2 separate regions of the Mus musculus genome follow, and region 1 is linked to region 2. Evidence: chromatin contacts called from public HiChIP or PLAC-seq data. All regions are on one chromosome and are shown on one strand. The core of a region is the stretch at or near the end of the contact, and the rest is flanking DNA. Distances in the headings are between cores, read along the strand shown. Region 1 overlaps Tbc1d31 (TBC1 domain family, member 31). Region 2 holds the start of Tbc1d31 (TBC1 domain family, member 31).

The links. HiChIP or PLAC-seq counts read pairs in DNA pulled down with a chosen protein or histone mark.
Region 1: an H3K4me3 HiChIP or PLAC-seq map of intestinal crypt epithelium shows a contact between it and region 2, with 8 read pairs. The contact joins the enhancer-like site here to the promoter of Tbc1d31 in region 2. A contact is called at or near these places in 17 of 484 Hi-C or Micro-C datasets (the 3T3-L1 cell line, CD8 T cells, the G1E-ER4 cell line and 11 more), 11 of 115 datasets of contacts at active chromatin or transcription factors (the HPC-7 cell line, the SCID.adh cell line, double positive thymocytes and 6 more) and 4 of 9 other capture datasets (adipose tissue, embryonic stem cells, liver and 1 more).

Annotation. Positions count from the first base shown.
Region 1 is chr15:57,955,804-57,958,897 of GRCm38.p6, forward strand. Tbc1d31 (TBC1 domain family, member 31) reads left to right here. Exons shown (of 21, transcript NM_001081396.2): 17 at 2,534-2,626. Among named protein-coding and RNA genes, the nearest start is that of n-TMcat16, 19 kb to the right of the region's middle. Within about 2 kb of position 1,803, at least 24 of the 459 cell types and tissues checked have an H3K27ac peak or open chromatin away from gene starts, as enhancers often do. A contact at or near this core is called in intestinal crypt epithelium, intestinal villus epithelium, pancreatic cancer cells and 1 more, where this site is marked.
Region 2 is chr15:57,910,556-57,913,508 of GRCm38.p6, forward strand. Tbc1d31 (TBC1 domain family, member 31) reads left to right here and starts at 1,644. Exons shown (of 21, transcript NM_001081396.2): 1 at 1,644-1,836. The coding sequence starts at 1,760.

The sequences.
Region 1 (3,094 bases), core at 553-3,052, 45 kb after region 2:
CCCAGTGCAAAGGATTAAATGAACCATGGCACACAAAAACAGAAGGCAAATGGAAATTTACGTTAACATAAGAAAACATAAAAGATAGTTACTCCTCCACCTGTGGAAACATACAAAAAGACTATGTAATTAACCGTTTCCTAAAAATAAAATCCAGGTTGCTCTGAAGAAGCCGTGTCTGCAGATTAACCCTGACCGCTCTAAGCAGCCAGCGCTCTTTTGCCTTTACATTTTTTTTTTTTTTTTTTGGTTTTTTGAGACAGGGTTTCTCTGTATAGCCCTGGCTGTCCTGGAACTCACTCTGTAGACCAGGCTGGCCTCGAACTCAGAAATCTGCCTGCCTCTGCCTCCCAAGTGCTGGGATTAAAGGTGTGCGCCATCACCGCCCAGCTTACAATTTGTTTTTTACTCAATAGTCACGCATATCTGGTGGCTGCCATGCAGTCTGTGGTTGAGGTAATAATCCTTGTGTGTTGTAAATATTTTCAGCTGGTCTTTACCTATTGCCTATTAGAAATGTCCATAGTGTCATATCTTGATTTTAGAATTATTTAGAAGGCAGGTGGTTGTGACCCTCCAGGCCTACAGTGTTTGCTATCTGGTGCTCAGTAGAAAAGGTTTCCAGCCCAGAGCCTGTCTGGAAACGGACTGTAAGGTTGAGTTAGGGACCACGCTTACCTCTGTCTAGAAGGCAGGCTGTTGTCCCGACACCATTTGTTGAGTATTGGCGAAGTCCCTTGCTGACTGAGGGTTACTGCTACATGGACAGGTCTGTATAGCCCATCTTCTCCCTTGCTTTGTTTGTCCGCAATGAGTCCAGTAGCTGGGAGCTTCTCACCTCATCGCCACTCATTGTTCTTCCTCTTTCTTTAACTCAGTATTCTCAAATATTTATATTCCCAACAGAGAATTTTATTTTTCTGAATCTTCTCTCTCATCCAATTGAAATTCTCATTAGTATATTAAATTTATGCATTAATTTTGAAAGCTTAAAATCTAGTTTTGATAAAATACTAAATTTTAACTCTTGTAAAGGATTTAATTTAATACTTCTTGCTTTGTTTAAGGCTAATTAATTTTAATTGGCTTTTATAAGCTACAATTCTTTTAAATTACCTCACTAGTGAATCAAGTTAATAGCCTTGTATTCTTAACAAAAAGTGTGTGTTCTTTCCCAAAAGTGATCCACGTTCAGAACTCAGGTGTCATTATCCCAGATCCTCTTGACATACAGTAAGGCATCCTGATTCTTCTCAGTAGCATGGAGAGGCCCCTGCATAGCCCAGACTGCCCCAACTCCAGCAGGGACATGTGCACGTGACTGTGGACATTGCTCACAAACTCATGTGATCTTTTTTTATAGCTGCTTATCTCTGAAAATTCATAATCAAGTTAGCTCTGTGCCTGGATCCCCAACAGAGTGGGGTGGTGTGCCCAGCTTTGCCTTCCCTCTGTGTCCCCAGGACTCTGGCTGTAGCCTTCCCCTCTGTGTCCCCAGGACTCTGGCTGCAGCCTTCCCCTCTGTGTCCCCAGGACTCTGGCTGCAGCCTTCCCCTCTGTGTCCCCAGGACTCTGGCTGCAGCCTTCCCCTCTGTGTCCCCAGGACTCTGGCTGTAGCCTTCCCCTCTGTGCCCCCAGGACTCTGGCTGCAGCCTTCCCCTCTGTGTCCCCAGGACTCTGGCTGCAGCCTTCCCCTCTGTGTCCCCAGGACTCTGGCTGCACACTCAGACCTCACCTTAGCTAGCGTTTCCCCATACCTTCCGCATAGTCGGTTACAGACCATTTATCTTACCCCTTGAATGTGAGTCTGCGTCCCACTGTGCCCTCATTTTACGCCTCTTCCCTTACAAGTAGTTCCTAGTGCGCTGTCAACAGTGGAAATGCTCGGTAGTGACTAAGCAGTGACTCAGTCCTTCAGTGCTTGCCAGAAGAATCAATGAGGATAGGTAATTGATCGTAGTTTTGTTTTCCAAATCCACACCATTTACTTGATTCCCACCCCTGAAACACCTGGGTCTGTAGGCAGCCAGAGGCTTAGGAAGATTCTGTGGGGAGTGCCTCACCCAGCCCGCCTTAGAGCTGTGGGGACAGCAAGCTCCCGGTAAACACTCCACACAGAGAGTAGACTAACAATCAGCTCACAGGAAACTTCAATGTAGAAGAAGTTCAGAGCTTCATTTTTAATTGAACATGTTACTTTAATAAGAATAAACATTGTTTGTCTGCAGCCCAACTTCCAGTCGCCTGGTTTTCTGGAGCTGGGAGCTGGTTACCGTAACGGGGACAAGCTGCCACCTGCTCATCAGTCTGTCTCCATGGGCATATGGCGGTTGGGCCTGCTGTTTAAAAAACATAAGCTTAACCCATCTTAGCCCTGGATTCCAAGAGAGCACTGCCGTGCTGCCAGTTAGTCAGTTTCCAACCCAGTTCTACTTGTTGTGTTGGTAGTGCTCTGTGGGTGTCGGGTTACAAGATCACTGCACCTATTAAAGATTATGCTGTGAGGTCCTGACAGTCTGTGCTTCATCCATAGGTACAAATGAGAGATCAAGAAATCGCTGCCACAGCCAAGGACCTGGAAATAAGGCAGCTGGAACTCGAAGCACAAAAGCGACTTTATGAGAAGGTAGAAAGCAGCTCTCTCTGAAGGGAGGAAAGCGCTGCCCTTCAGCTGACCTGTGGACAAGGCTGGACCCCCTTGTGGTTTCTAGTATTCATTCTCTTTATCCTTTATGCAGAATATCGTGTAACTTAGCAAATGGCAGAATGCATATGTGTAATGCTTCGACTCCTGGTTCCCCAACAGTGTGGCCACATTTCCACGGTACCAGATTGAGCCCAAGTTTTGCCTCAAGATCTCACTCTTGCTGTTTGCTGAGCTCCCCTGTGTTTGTGTGACAGTGATTGAAAACACCCCTTTCCACCTGCTCAGTATCAGACTCCAGAACCCTCCCAAACCTGAAGTGCTGAGTGCTGAGTGCTCATATAGGAAGTGCTGAGTGCTGAGTGCTCACATAGGAAGTGCTGAGTGCTCACATAGGAAGATTCCCTGAACCTTTGGGTTTGAAGGAGCACAAAGCAAGAAATGGGAACT
Region 2 (2,953 bases), core at 394-2,893:
TTGAGTTTCATCTAAGAATATCATTCTGGACTATTCTTGTGAACCCTAAATCCAACTGTAACTGTCCATAGTAAATGGCAAGTCAAGCTCTGAGACTTAGAGAGAACCTTGTGAGATACCGACTCAAATAGCCTTGCATGAGTGCCCCAAAGGGAACAGGAGACAGAAGCAGGTGTGGGTCAGAAGTGCGGCTGATCTATGTTAATGAGGGAGCAGTTGTAAGAAGCTTACTGAAGCTGACAAAGGGCAGAGGCTATGTTACAAGTGTCATTACAAATAAATAAATAAATAAACCAAGTACCATTACATGCCTCATTAACAACAAGAAGGAAAGACATACATACACATCGGATAAGTCTTTGGCAGAGCCTGACTATGTCTGGATACACACCTTAAGTCTCAGGAGTCATACACACATCAGATGACTACAGCTCAAAACCGATCAGGAGAGAAAGGTCCTTTCCTAGCAGTGTGGTGAACTCAAGTCGTGTTCCCTTAAAAATATTTACACTCTCTTTTGAAAACCTCATTTAATTTTTACTTTAAGATTTTTCATTTATTTTCATATATGAGAAAAGTAAAGAGATATTTGCAACAAACAAAAGGTGGCTATCCCAGACAAAGAAGAAAATCTTTGTTGCCAGACTCTGTTGACACGGAATGTTGAGAGAATACATTTCTGGTCTTTTCATTTGGTTTTTGGTTTTTCGAAACAGGGTTTCTTTGTGTAACTCTGGCAATCCTGGAACTAGTTCTGTAGACCAGGCTAGCCTGACCTCATAAGATCTGCCTGCTTCTGCCTCCCAAGTACTGGGATTGAAGACGTGTGCCACTACTACCTGGCATTATTTCTGTTTTATACGCCAAACGTGGACCGATTTCATTAGAAATCGACTTGCAACTTCATACATCACTGAAGTGGAGTTAAAAGTATTATCTAAATTGCTTCTCTGTGAATTAAGTGCGTTGGCCTGTTAAGCACGCGGGACAGCCACACGTAGTAAGCACTAAAGAAACACTGAGTGAATTTTGCTAAGTGAAAAAGATTTCCGATGCCAGTGCAGCTGGTTCTTGACGTTTTTTTACTTTTCTAGATTATGAGGAGTGGGTTGCAAACCATAATGTGGGAGCATCTTGTAAATTTACGCAATTAAAGCGTGATGAGTATGGCAAAAAATAAACAAAAACAAACCAAACAAAGCGGAATTCATTTAGGTCTGTGGAGTTCTGCCGTGCCTGTAAGTTCTAGGAAAGGAACTCCTCCATTTCTCAACGAACTTGTCTTTTGCATCTTTGTTATTTCTATAAATCTCTTATTCTAAACGCAATAGAGAACGAAATGCAGGAGGCAGCAAGCTCTCAGGAGAAAAACACTTTTGGTGTCTGTTTGAGCCTATAGGTGTCAGAGAATTGAAGTCCCAGACTTGGTTTTCAGAAAACTACAACTCCCTGAAGCCTTTGGGTCGCAGAATTAGAAGCCTCAGAAAAGGGGTGGAGTCTAGAGAGAAGCCGTTGGTTGTTTCCATTGTCCAGAGTGGAGGGACCACAAGAGCGGAGGTGGGCGGATCCCCGTCCTGATTGGTTGTAACTAGAAGGGGCGTCCCCCGCGTGATTGGCACAGTCCTTGGGGGCGGAGACCCCGCGGCGGCCGCTCGAATTTCCCGGGTTGGGCGCGCGGGGACTGCTGGGTAGCTCTCGGGACGGTTACCCTCACCGGGTCAGCCGCGGATCGGAGTCGGGGTAGGGGTCGGGGTTCGACATGCAGAGCACTGACCTGGGCAACAAGGAGAGCGGCAAGATATGGCACCGCAAGCCATCGCCAGCCACTCACGACGGGTGAGGCCGCGGGCTGTGGAGACCGACGAGGGGGCGGGTCTGCGGGAGACTGAAGTGGGAAGCGTGGAGGAGGAATGCTGGCCCGGGGATTCTGACTCTGGCCGTGCGCTGCATCCCTGGGTTGGGACCTCAGGAGGAGCAAGTAGCTCCGGAAACCGTAGATTGCAGTTGTCCCAGAATCTGGTCCCTGGTCACGGTGAGAGGCAGGCAGGAGAAGGCTCTACGACTTGTGCAAAAGAATTTGCAGTTCAGCTGAGTGCCAGGACTCCACCTGCTTTGATTTATTAATGTCTATTCCAGTTGGGGGGAAAAAAAACTCCAGGAGGTGATGGGAGCAAAGAAAGCAATGCACATCTACCTTTCCAAAAGCCGATGCTCTCCATCCTTAAGTCATTCATTACATTGCACACCTGTAATGTTGAGAGCCTAGTGTGGGCCAAGCACGCTTTTCACTATGGAACAACGCTGGAACAAACTTAAGTTCTGCAGTGAGTGTTGCAGGGCCTGTCATTGGTGCGGGGACTTTTACCCGCCTGTGCTTCCTTTTATTCTGTTTGGAGTAGCGGGTTTAACACGCAGCCTCTTGTGTGACGTCAGTGGGAGTCTTTGCCCCCTCCCCCATTTGTTTTGGTTCCCATGGTGCCTGCCTAAGCGATCTTGGTGTTTCTGATTACCTACGTTTGCGTGGACTGCATAGTATCACTTGGGTTCATACCTCGAGGTTTGTTTCTCAAGAGACTTTTCTATTTATCTTTTAGTTGCTTCCCTAGAAATCAGACTAAGTGTTTTTGTAAGCTGAAAGCAGTTATAAGTGGATCAGCCACTTATTTGACTAGCCAGCCAGCCACTGTGGTTTCTGGTGGCTGTCCACCCTTTATCAGTGCTATTCACCCGTTGACCTATTGAATAAACAATCTTGTCAATAGTGGAGATTCTTCGGCGTTTTCCTTTCAGCTCGGAAAGCAGTTTTGAGCCAGGACAGCTAAGTTGAACCAGCCAGCAGAGCTCAGAAAGAACTAAAAAGGGTGAGCTTACTCAGCAGTAAGTCTCAGAGGTTGAGAACATTCTAGGTTTAGATTAGGTTGTCCGGAGGCTAGAAGCTTTGGGGACTAGGCCT